2 separate regions of the Ovis aries genome follow, and region 2 is linked to region 1. Evidence: chromatin contacts called from public Hi-C data. All regions are on one chromosome and are shown on one strand. Each heading gives the region's core, a stretch centred on a gene start, on an enhancer-like site or on the middle of the called end of the contact. The rest is flanking DNA. Distances are from core to core; before and after follow the strand shown. Region 1 holds the start of MTX2 (metaxin 2). Region 2 overlaps HOXD3 (homeobox D3).

The links. A called contact is a pair of places that touch in the nucleus more often than the background predicts.
Region 2: a Hi-C map of hypothalamus shows a contact between it and region 1, with 2.0 times the contacts expected there. The contact joins the enhancer-like site here to the promoter of MTX2 in region 1. A contact is called at or near these places in 2 of 16 Hi-C or Micro-C datasets (hypothalamus and skin fibroblasts).

What each region holds. Positions count from the first base shown.
Region 1 is chr2:133,865,845-133,871,866 of ARS-UI_Ramb_v3.0, forward strand. It overlaps MTX2 (metaxin 2), which reads right to left and starts at 2,208. Exons shown (of 12, transcript XM_060409738.1): 1 at 1,970-2,208.
Region 2 is chr2:133,959,988-133,966,009 of ARS-UI_Ramb_v3.0, forward strand. It overlaps HOXD3 (homeobox D3), which reads right to left. Exons shown (of 5, transcript XM_060411097.1): 4 at 1-5,554. The coding sequence ends at 4,797. Among named protein-coding and RNA genes, the nearest start is that of HOXD1, 13 kb to the left of the region's middle. Within about 2 kb of position 2,259, at least 19 of the 54 cell types and tissues checked have an H3K27ac peak or open chromatin away from gene starts, as enhancers often do. A contact at or near this core is called in hypothalamus, where this site is marked.

The DNA.
Region 1 (6,022 bases), core at 958-3,457:
GGCAAGAACACTGGAGTGGGTTGCCATTTCCTTCTCCAATGCATGAAAGTGAAAAGTGAAAGTGAAGTCGCTCAGTCATGTCTGACTCTTTGCGACCCCATGGACTGCAGCCTACCAGGCTCCTCCATCCATGGGATTTTCCAGGCAAGATTACTGGAGTGGGTTGCCATTGCCTTCTCCGCATCCTACACTATATCACCTATATTTTTCCTAATTATTTTATTACAATTTGGTTTTTGTTCTTATTTTACACTTAAATTTTTAATCCATCTAGAATTTATTCTTGCAGTGTCATAACTTAGGAGCTGTCCCAACACCACTTATTGAATTATCCATCTATAAATGCCTCCTCCTAGAGTGATCACCCCAAATAGCTAAGATGGCTGCTGCTGCTGCTGCTGCTAAGTTACTTCAGTCGTGTCTGACTCTGTGCGACCCCATCGACGGCAGCCCACCAGGCTCCCCCGTCCCTGGGATTCTCCAGGCAAGAACACTGGAGTGGCGTGCCATTTCCTTCTCCAATGCATGAAAGTGAAAAATGAAAGTGAAGTCACTCAGTCATGTCTGACTCTTCGCGATCCCATGGACTACAGCCAACCAGGCTCCTCCATCCATGGGATTTTCCAGGCTAAGATGGCAGACTGATCAAATTCATAGAAACTCCTAAATTTCAGTAATTGAAGTAAAATTTCAGATTGATTAAAAGATATTCATTTCTTCCTTAAGAAATCACACATTAGGGAACATGCATACTGTATACCAGTATCAGCATACATTATGAAATATTTTAATATGGTATTAATATATTAAATATTATATATTTAATATATTAAATATTAAATATATGAAATATTTTAATATAGTCATCTACATTCATGATCTAACTTTTTAAAAAACATGAACAGTAAAAACAAATAATCATTGCTTGAAATCTCAAGATTGATTATTCATTGATTCAGGTCACTTCTTGAGCACCGACAGGTCCTCAAGATACTAGAAACAATGTAAGTATCATTTCTGCCTTCAAGAAGCTTGCAATCTAGTGGGAGCTTCCCTCACTTTTAGAAGACAATGTTTTTGAGTGAGAAAAAGAAAAAGGAAATGAATTTTAACAAAGATGTAATGAAAAACATTTTGGCAAATTCCATGACATTCAATACTTTCCATTTCAAAAATACTACCTTATTGCAAAGGTACCTAAGTATCCTGGGTAACTAAATATTTACTGTACTCAATGAAAATACTTCTAGGACGTTTAAGACTAACTCCATTTAAAGATTAACCCATCAACCTATACCTACAATAATCTCTCACTTTCTCAACAATATTTACTATCTTTCACTACAGTAAATAAGAACCTCGATAACAGAAATATATTCAATAACAGAAATTTTCAAAATATACTGTAACTCTATTTACAACAGTCATATTCAGTCCATCATGTCAAAGGTGTTTCAAAAAATTCATGCAGTCTTTAAAATGTGTCAGTGAATGCTGAAGACCTAGCAAATGGCAATACTGTGCTGCTCTGAGATGAAACTTCATTGGCCTCTCAAATGACAATGGCGACTCATTAGTGACATGCACCTTGAACTTCAGGTCCCACACCGAGGCTGCCCCCATACTTAACTCTGAAGCTCTCGGATATGGCCACGCCCCTCACCTTAATTCCAGCCCACAGCGTTCTCCACTTATCCCAACACCTCCAGACCCAATGGGTAGCTGGACAAAGCACTGCCCAGGAAAAACGCATGGGATTTCCACTCCTCCAGGCTGACCTTAGCCACGTTTCTCCCCGTTTTCTCATCCAGGAGATGGTAGTCAGTGCCCGCCTCTATCCCGAAGCTTGGGTTCAGCGTCTAATGCTGCAAGGCTGGAGGAAAGCTGCAGTGCTTAAAGCCGCACTGCTCCCTACGACTACCCCACGCCGGCCCCCGCCTCCGTCCGGGTCCGCGGCCACACACGCTACCTGCGATCTGGGAGACTAAGGCTTCCGCAACTAGAGACATGTCGGCTGGGCGGCCCTGCGCCCGCAGTTCCTGCTCCCCGAGATCCTCAGCGAACTCCCGCGCAACCCCGGAGGCTCCGGGCACCTAACAGGCCTGACTCCGGCTGACGCTCGGATTCCCAAAGCCCACCCCCGCGGCGACTGCGGCGGCAGCACCACCGGCTGAGACTCCAAGGTTACCGCCAGGCCTGGCCAGGAACTTCCGGCGCAGCTGACAGCGGCGCGCGAGCGCTTCCGCCGGCCCCGCCTCCGCCTTCTTTGGCATTTCCTGTCCCCGGGCTCCCGGCCGCTGGGGGCCACCCCGGGAAGGGTGAGGGAGAAGGGAAGAGTATCTGATTCCCGACTCTGGCGTACAGCGTGGGCGGGTGTACCCCAGAAGTTTTCAGTTTCCTTTCCAAGCGAAATTTTTGTAAGCAAATAAGTTTTGGTTTTTTTTTAAGTGATTTCAAACAAGAGGCAGCTCATGATTCTATGTGCTCAATCACTTAGTCGTATCCGACTCTTTGCAACCCCATTAGCTGTAGCCCGCCAGGCTCCTTTGTCCATGGGATTTTCCAGACAAGAATACTGGAGTGGGTTGCCATTTCCTTTAAATTTTATGTTTGTACAATTTTTAAAGGTTAAACTCCATTTGCATTACAAAATATTACCTATATCCCTGTGTCCTGCTTATCCCCTGTAGCTTATCTTGCATCCAGTAGTTTGTACCTCCCACACTCCCACTCGTGTATTGCCCCTTCCTCCTCCTCACTTGTAACCATTAATTTGTTTTCTCTATTTGTCTTTTTGTTGTTGTTGTTGTTATATTCACTACTTTGTTGTATTTTTTAGATTCCACGTATTACTGTAGCATTCCTAAGCGTCCACTGAATACCAGACTTAAAATATATATACAGTATTCTATTTCATTTCATCCTCTAAACAACCGGGTGAGATCTTATTGCCCTTTTACAGGTAAAGAAACAGGCTTAGGAAGGTTAAACTGCCTTCCCAGGGAGTCCACTCAAGCCCAGATTTCAAATCCACATTAATTTCCTTTATTCAGCTACTGTTGATTGGTCCATGGACAGACATTGTTTAATTATTTCTTTACTCAACCATGCTTGCCAGAGAGAAAGTAGCTGAAGCAAATAAGAAAGTGAAAGTCACTCAGTCTTGTTGGACTCTTTGCAACCGGGTGGACTATACAGTCCATGGAATTCTCCAGCCCAGAATGCTGGAGAATGGCTCCAGCCATTCTCTTCTCCAAGGGATCTTCCCAACCCAGGGATCGAACCCAGGCCTCCAGCGTTGCAGGCGGATTCTTTACCAGCTGAGCCACCAGGGAAGCCTGAGGCTTAAAAACATAAGTGGTTTGCCCAAGGTCACAATATATAGGTACACTGTATATACATCCATACAAAGAGATATTATTCAGCCCTAGAAAATAATGAAATACTGCCATTGCAACAACATAGATGGACCTTGAGGGCATTATCCTAACAAATAGGTCAGAGAAAGACAAATACCATGTGATCTCACTTATACATGAAAAAAAAAAAAACAGAAGAAATGAAAGCTTATAGTTACAAAGAACAGATTGGTGGGTGACAGAGGCAGGGTGTAAGAAATAAAAAGGTACAAACTTCTCTAGTTATAAAATAAGTCAAGAGTATATAATGTACAGCACAGCAATACATGATACAGTAATAATGTGCTGCATATTTAAAAGTTGCTAAGAGAATAAATCCTACAAGTTTACATCACAAGAAATACTTCTGTAACTATGTGAAGTGAAGTCGCTCAGTCGTGTCCAACTCTTTGGAGACCCCATGGACTGTAGCCTACAAGGCTTCTCTGTCCATGGAATTTTCCAGGCAAGAGTACTGGAGTAGGTTGCCATTTCCTTCTTCAGGGGATCTTCCCCCCGACCCCGGCCCGCCCCGGGGATCGAACCCAGGTCTCCCACATTGCAGGCAGATGCTTTACCGTCTGAGCCACCAGGGAAACCCACTGTAACTACGCAGAATAACAAATGTTAACTAGATGCATTGTGGTGATCATTTCACAATACATACAAATTTTGAATCTCTATGCTGTACATCTGAAACTAGTATAATGTTGCATGTCAATCATAGAGCTTGCTACGTAGCTAGGACGGTAAAGAATCTGCCTTCAATTCAGGAGACCAGGGTTTGCCCCTTGGGTTGGGAAGATGCTGTGGAGAAAGGAATGGCAACCCACTTCAGTATTCTTACCTGGAGAATCCCATGGACAGAGAAGCCTGGTGGGCTATAGTCCACGAGGTTGCAAAGAGTCAGACACAACTGATCAACTAACACTACTACTACGTCAATCATACCTCAATAAAAATAATCACGGTAAATTTAAAAGTCAGATAGCTTACTAAGTTTCTGCAAAGAAACATGATGTTCTGAGAATTACTGTCCATGACATTTAGAAAGCAATGTCTTCTTTCTTTATGCTTCTATAGCTCTATTACAGTTTTTGGTCCATAGTTCTACTTCTTTAACTAGTATATTAGTTTCATAACATGTAACCATAAATTGAGTGGCTAAAAACAATAGAAATTTATTCTCTCAAATATGTGGAGGCTAGAAGTCTGAAATCAGGGTGTCATCAGAACCATGCTTTCTCTCCAAGCTGCCGAGAAGAATTCTTCCCTGCTTCTTTGTAGCTTTTGGGGGTTGTCAGCTATCCTTGGCCTACTCTGGCTTGTAGACATATCACTCAAATCTCTGCCCCACATCATCATATGCATTTTTGCTGCGTGTCTCAGTTCAGTTCGGTAACACAGTCGTGTCCGACTCTGCGACCCCATGGACTGCAGCACACCAGGCTTCCCCGTCCATTACCACCTCCCAAAGCTTGCTCAAACTCATGTCCAACAAGTCAGTGATGCCATGCAACCACCTCATCCTCTGTCATCCCCTTCTCCTTCTGCCTTCAATATTTCCCAGCATCAGGGTCTTTTCAAATGAGTCAGTTCTTTGCATCAGGTGGCCAAAGGATTGGAGTTTCAGCTTCAGCATCAGTCCTTCCAATGAATATTTAGGACTAATTTCCTTTAGGATGGACTGGTTGGATCTCCTTGCAGTCCACGGGACTCTCAAGAGTCTTCTCCAACACCACAGTTCAAAAGCATCAATTCTTCTGCACTAAGCTTTCTTTATAGTCCAACTCTCACATCCATACATGACTACTGGAAAAACCATAGCTTTGACTAGACGGAATTTCTTGGCAAAGTAATGTCTCTGGTTTTTAATAGGCTGTCTAGGTTTGTCATAGCTTTTCTTCCAAGGAGAAAGCATCTTAATTTTATGGCTGCAGTCACCATCTGCAATGATTTTGGAGCCCAAGAAAATAAAGTGTGTCACTGTTTCCATTGTTCCCCCATCTATTTGTCATGAAGTGGTGGGACTGGATACCATGATCTTAGTTTTCTGAATGTTGAGTTTTAAGCCAGCTTTTTCACTCTCCTCTTTTACTTTTGTCAATAGACAAGAGGCTGTGTGTCTATGTGGGCATATTTCCCTCTTCTTATAAGGGCACCAGTCATTGGGTTAGGGCCCACCTCATTTAAGATGACCTCATCTTAAGTTGATTTCATCTGCAAAGACCATATTTCCAAATAAGATCACAGGTACCAGGGATCAGAAATTTGTACCTATCTTACTGTGGGAGAGAAGAGACATAATAGGGCCCACCTCATTTAAGATGGCCTCATCTTAATTTGATTTCATCTGCAAAGACCGTATTTCCAAATAAGATCACCAGTACCAGGGATCAGAAATTTGTACCTATCTTATTGTGGGAGAGAAGAGACACAATTCTACTCACTACAGTAGATGATTTTCTTAAGGATAAAGCAACATTTGTGGGCTTTCCCCATGGCTCAGTGGTAAAGAATCCACCTGCAATGTAGGAGATGTAGGAGATGTGGGTTCAGTCCCTGGGTCAGGAAGATCCCCTGGAGGAAGGCATGAGAACCTCTCAAGTATTCTTGCCTGAAGA
Region 2 (6,022 bases), core at 1,009-3,508, 94 kb after region 1:
CAGTAAGTGCACAGGATTCATCTACCCTGTTTGTTCTCTCCATCCAGACCCTTCTACAAGAGAGCTCCACGAAAGCCAGTTCTCAGAGGTGCTGTGGGTGCAGCTGGCGACTCAGCCTCACTTCCCTGTGCCTGAAGTGTCAAGGAATAGGCCTGCTCACCCAAGCCATAGCTACATCCCCTCTCTAGAAAGTTGCAGTGCCCTGAAGTAATCAGACTATAGGCCTGTGGGAACTGGAGCCTTCTGTCTCTTTTTATTTACTTAATATGAACTGCTGTTCATCTTGTTCTTTTCCTACAGTTTCTGAAAGAAGGACCAGAGTAATGCCAAGAGTTGCCAGATGAAGAGGACCTTCCTGGATTCTGTAACTGGGATTAACCCATTCTTGACTTCAGGAGGCAGTTTCAACTAATTCTCAGGATAAAGTCTAAACAGGCCTGGGATGTCCCTTGAATATCCATGGTGTAAACAGGCTTCTGGCTCCCCCAGGTCAAGAAGAGAAACACTTTTTTAGAATGTTGGGTTTCTCCTTTGTTATTCATACACCCACACTTCACTCTCCTTAATGAAAAACCTCAACAGATGGGGAGCCTAGGTGCTCAAGCCTGCTGGCTGAGATCACTTCACTCAAGGGTCAGTTGGCCAGTACAGAATGGGGGAGGGAGAGGGATGAGTAACTACTATGGTTAATTACCACCTTTAAAGTACTCCTTACAGATACAAATTTTAAAAATGCTTTTCAGCAAGGTTAGCAGCCTCTGGGGCCTGGGAAACCAATTTCGCTGATGCGTCTCTGATAGGGACTAAGCTTGCGGATGCACCAAGGGGCAAGCACTTGCTCTGTATTCTCTCCCTCTCTTATTTGGAAGCCTCTACAAAGAAATGGTACAAATGGATAGTTAACAAATGATTCCATCTGAGAAGGATTTTTCTCTGTGAGGTCCTTAGATAAGGCTGAGGTCTGAAAGCCAGGAGGGTGAATGCCTTATCGCCCTTTCTTGCCACCTTTCCTCTGCAACTTCCCTATCCCCTTGGCTAACTCAGTAGGGTTTTCTCACTCCACTGCAGGCTGGGTCTTGAGTTTCTCTTTGGTAGCCAGGGCAGGGTCTCCTTGTCCCTAAATCTTTTCCCACCCCCAGCTCTCATTCTGCAGCTGATCATTCCAGCTACTTCATCTCAACCCTGCTTTAATTCACGTTTGATTGGCAAGACAGACCAGGGGGCTCCCAAATGACTTCCACCCCCATCCGTAGGCCTGGGCTTGGAGCCCTGACCCCTTTCTTCTGGTCCCAGGAGAATCGCCCACAACCTCCCTGATAAGACCTCCCTCCAATGGGTCTAAGTAAGGGGGGCGGGGGGAGGCAGAACCGGCCACGGCCAGAGCCAAAGAACCATTTCCTGCTCTTGGGCAAAGGGGTTAACCTCCCCAGCCCAAGGCCCGCAGCGAGGCCGGCCCCTCCCCGCCGGCGGGTGTCGGACGCCTTGCCGCCTTTGTGCGGCCTCCCCGCCGCGGGGCCCGTGGGAAGCCGCACTCGCAATGGCGCCGCTGCTCCCGGAAGGCCCGCTACTGCGGGCCCCCTCGACCCAGCAGCGCTCGGCGGCGAGGGGCCAGCAGGCAGCCTCCTCGAGGCCGTGGTGAGCTCCCAACGGAGCCCGCGCGCCGCTCCCGGGAAGAAGCCTCGGTCTGGAGTGGCGGTGTCCTTCCGCTGCAGACGCGCCCCTTCCCGCTGCAGGTCCTCCGCGGGAGAAGGAGCGGCCTGGGCCTGGGGCGCCATTGCGGGCCCGCGCTCCCCTCCCCCACCGTCCTTTCTCTGCCTTCCAGAGACCCGAGAAGGGGGAGGCGGGCGCCTCCGCCGATAGAGCAGCTATTGTGACCTTCTCTCGCGGAGCGGGAACCCAGCCGGCTGCGTACCGCCGGCGGTGGTGGGGGAGGAGACTGCGCAAATCTCGGGCTGCGGCGGGGGTGGCAGTGGGAAATAAATAAAGCTTTGCAACCTCGGGCAGTTGGACCCTTCAGAGGGTGTTTGGTTGTGTTTAGACTCTGGTGCTTCCTAACACTAATTGCAGGCTCAAAAAGAGCAGAATTTATGGCGAAGGACAAGGCAGCTTGTTTATAATTCATGCAGTTTTAAATGGCTGTGCGCGGGCTCCGCTCTCGCCCTGGCTGGCGGCCGCGCGGGAAGGGCCTTCCCAAGACTGGCCGCCGCCCCCACTCGCTCCGGGAGCGACCGAGTGTGGTCATCACATGACGCTCACGCCAGGGGCAGGAACACATCTATTCGAGTCGCTCCCGGAAGCCTCGGGGAACCTTTTCCAGAGGTGGGAGAGGACTCCCACTCTGCTAGTGAGGGTGTGCTTTGGGGCGGCTGCAGCTGCTTGGAGAGGGAGCTCCCAACCCCGCGCTTCTTTGGAGCCTGAGTGGGAGAGGAGGCTGATGTCAACCGGGCCAGACACCGTTTAAAATCTAATCCATGAAACCCTAAGCCGCAGATGACACTTGGGGCCTTGCAGACACCCGCAGACTCAGCAGATACTCCTGCGGTAACACACCGCGCTGGAAAACGCCTGGAGCCGTGATGCATTATGTATTTTTATTATTATTTATGGTAGGAAGAGGAGATGAGGGGAAAACCGGGCTGAATCTAAACAGCCTGACAATTCATCTATTTAATATTTAGCCAGTTAAGAAAGGTTGTTGTAATCCCTGCAAGGCAGCAAGCTCTCCTTTGATTTCCCTAATAGCTTTAAAAAATAATTTCTTACAAGACAATTAGAAATTCTGCCTATGGATGCAAATTTCATAGAAAAACAATTTTAAGCCTTGAACGTGGGTAAAATATCCCTTCGGTTGAAGTCATTTATTCTTTTGATACACTTCTACAACATGTATACTTTAAACCTGCTCAGATAAAGTGAAATTTAGCAAAAAGGATAATTCCCTCCCGCCCCCAATCTAACATGCCATTTTAAAAACAGCACAAAGGAACAAGGAAACTAAATATTATTTTGAGCCATAATTATTTAGCGAAACACAAACATCCAAATAGAAACGATTGTTGTTCCACCAGAAGATTAGAAGTTAAATGATTTCCACACAATAGAAATTTCACCTCGTGTCACCGGGGATGTAGTAGGAGTTGCATTATTTGTCAAATCAAATAGAGATGCGTGGGCCGACTTTGCTGAAATACAAAAGAACCGAACCTTATCTGAAGGCGTTTTCCGAGTGCCTCCTCCTAGAGAAGCCGGTCTAAGCAGTCTGCCCCAGTTAAAACCACGCTAATATTTACAAAACGGTTATAAATCCTCGAAGACATTTTGCCCATTTTGTACAAAGAAACAGGAGTAAACAAAGTGTTTATACTTAGTATGTTCCATTAATGAAACTTTTATTACTTTACATCGTGGGGAACGTTTGTTTTCTTTAGAAATGAACCACTGATTTCTATAAGGAAAAAATCGTGAGGGCATTTCCGACAGAAAAAGCTTAGGTGCATGGCTTCAAATGATCGTTTCTTTTTCTGCATCTCAGCTTTTTCATTGTTCAATTCTTCTTATGACTTCTCTTGTATCTTTTCTTTGATTGTCAGTTTTCTTTCAAAGTTTTTTTTAACTACTTAATGCAGAAAAGTGAGCTCTGGCCTCCCCAATGTAAGTGCAACCTAAAAAGGTGGATCTGTATCTAGAAAGAGGGCGGTAGAAACAGTAAAACAGGCAGCAGAGAAACACCCTACCCAGATCATCCCACCCAGAACATTTCTAGGTTTGCATCTTCAGATATTGCACCCTCTGAAGTCAATAGCTAGAAAATAATCAAGTATTCCCCAGAACCAATTTGTGTACTAGATTCCAAGTAAGTGGAAACAACCTTTCACAGGGTTAGCCTGGGGGGGGGGGGGGGGGGCGGGGTTCCTCTGGGATTGTGCACAAGATAAAGGCAGAGAGACCTACTTGCAAGTGTGGGTGATTAACACAGATACACTTCCGACTGAGAAATTTTTTATTCTAAATATTTGTTCAAATAGTACCAGACAATTTGAAATCAATAAACTGTGGCGAGGGCTGTGGCTGTTGGGGAAAGAATAACGAGTGTCGTGCCACGCCATGGGGCCGCCTGACTCTACCCGTGAAGGACAATTTGCGGTCTTAATCCTTTACAACTACAAACACCAGCCACGGTTACAACTGTTCAAAACTACTCTCTCAACTAGTTTAGAGCAAGGGGACTAAAGAGGTGATATGTGGCCCCCCGCGGCCCGGGAGCGCGTTCCTAAACTCGGCTGGAGAACTCTACGAATATACACATAAATACATTAAGACGAGGATAAATAATCAGGAAAACGAAATGACTCGCTTCAAATAATAAATACAGATCGTTGAGTCCGATGCAATTCTTATGGGACGGGAAGAAGCATATAAATTAAGGTCTCCGCAACTAAACTAGACGCGGGCTAGGCCCGGACCCTCTGCGAGGCGCGCCGCCGATGGATCTCAGACTTACCTTCGGGACACCATTACCAGATTAGAGTCCCTCGGTCCGCAGTATGTGGCACTGTCGGGTTTAACAGCGGAGAATCCTTGCGGCTGATTTACGGCGAGTCACCCAAAACAGTGTGCGCCTGGAAAGGAGGCCCAGGCGCCTGCGCCTCGGCCGCTGTTGGCCCAGAGACGGGGAGGCAGCGGACCGGGCCAGAGCGAGGGAGTAGGGGGTCACCGAGCTGCCCCGCGGGCCCCGCCACCCCCGCCACCAAAACCAAAGAGGTAATCGCGCCGCGAGTTCGGGCCGGTGGCGGCCGCTACAGATGCGTCAGTTTGGGGGCCTCGGGCAGGCGTCCCTGAGACGAGTGGTGGGCCGAGAGATCTGTGTAGGTGGGATGAGGGTCACACGGTCCGTGGTGGTGGTTGCCTGGAATCTGCGCGGCGCAACTGTAGTCCACGCTGGCCGAAGAGGGGTGCGAGAGGTGGCCCAGATTGAAGACGGGGCCGGACGCGGGCGCCATGGAGTCGACGAAGTTGCCGCTCACGTACACCGGGCTGCCCTGCAGGTTGGCGCTGGCGAAGCCGCCGCCGTTGCTCGCCATGGGGTGGGGCTCGAACTCGGGCGCCGCGTAGCGCTTCTGCTGAGGCAAGCAGCTGCTGAGCGGCGCCGTGTAGGCGGCCAAGCCGTACATGTTGGGCTGAGATTTGGCGAAGGCGGGCGGCGAGGGCGCGTCGTAGGCCAGGCCGGGCACAGGTGGCAGCTGGCCTGAGTAGGCCACGTGGCCCGCGGCGCCGCCGAGCGGCGGGCTGCGCTCCGGAGACTGACCCGCCGGCGAGTGCAGGATGCCCTTGGCCTTCTGGTCCTTCTTGTACTTCATGCGCCGGTTCTGGAACCAGATCTTGATCTGCCGCTCGGTGAGGTTCAGAAGGTTGGCCATCTCCACGCGGCGTGGCCGGCACAAGTAGCGGTTGAAGTGGAATTCCTTTTCCAGCTCCACCAACTGTGCACTTGTGTATGCCGTGCGCACCCTCTTAGACGCTGGGCCCGGCGGGCTCTTGTCCTCGCAGCTCTCTCCTGGGCCGGGAGGGAGAGAGAGAGGTCGCTGAGCGGGAGATGTAGGGACACCTTGGGCCGTAGAGGGGTGCTTCCCTGACTCCTTCCTCTTCCTCCCCTTACCCCACTTTAATCCTGGCTGGAGCGAGGGAGGGGCGTTAGAGCGGTGAGATTCCAAGAGATTCCCAGAACTCAAAGGCCCCAGGCCTACCTATCAGTGGCACCTGAAACTCCCATCTGCCTTCTGAAGTCCAACTCACTCAGCCCACCCCTTCCCCTTCAGCCTAGTCCATCATCCCGTTACCAAGGCTGAGGAGGAGTTTAATGAGAGACTAGTAGCAGCTGGTAAGGCCTCCCACCCTGTCAAAGAAGGACCAGACTTCACTTTGAACACTCCTTCCAGCCGCTGCTGCTAGGAAGGTAGGTGGGGGGAATCTTGGAGGCAGCCTCAAACTGCCTTGCTCAGAGGCTGGCTCCTGGGCAAAGCAC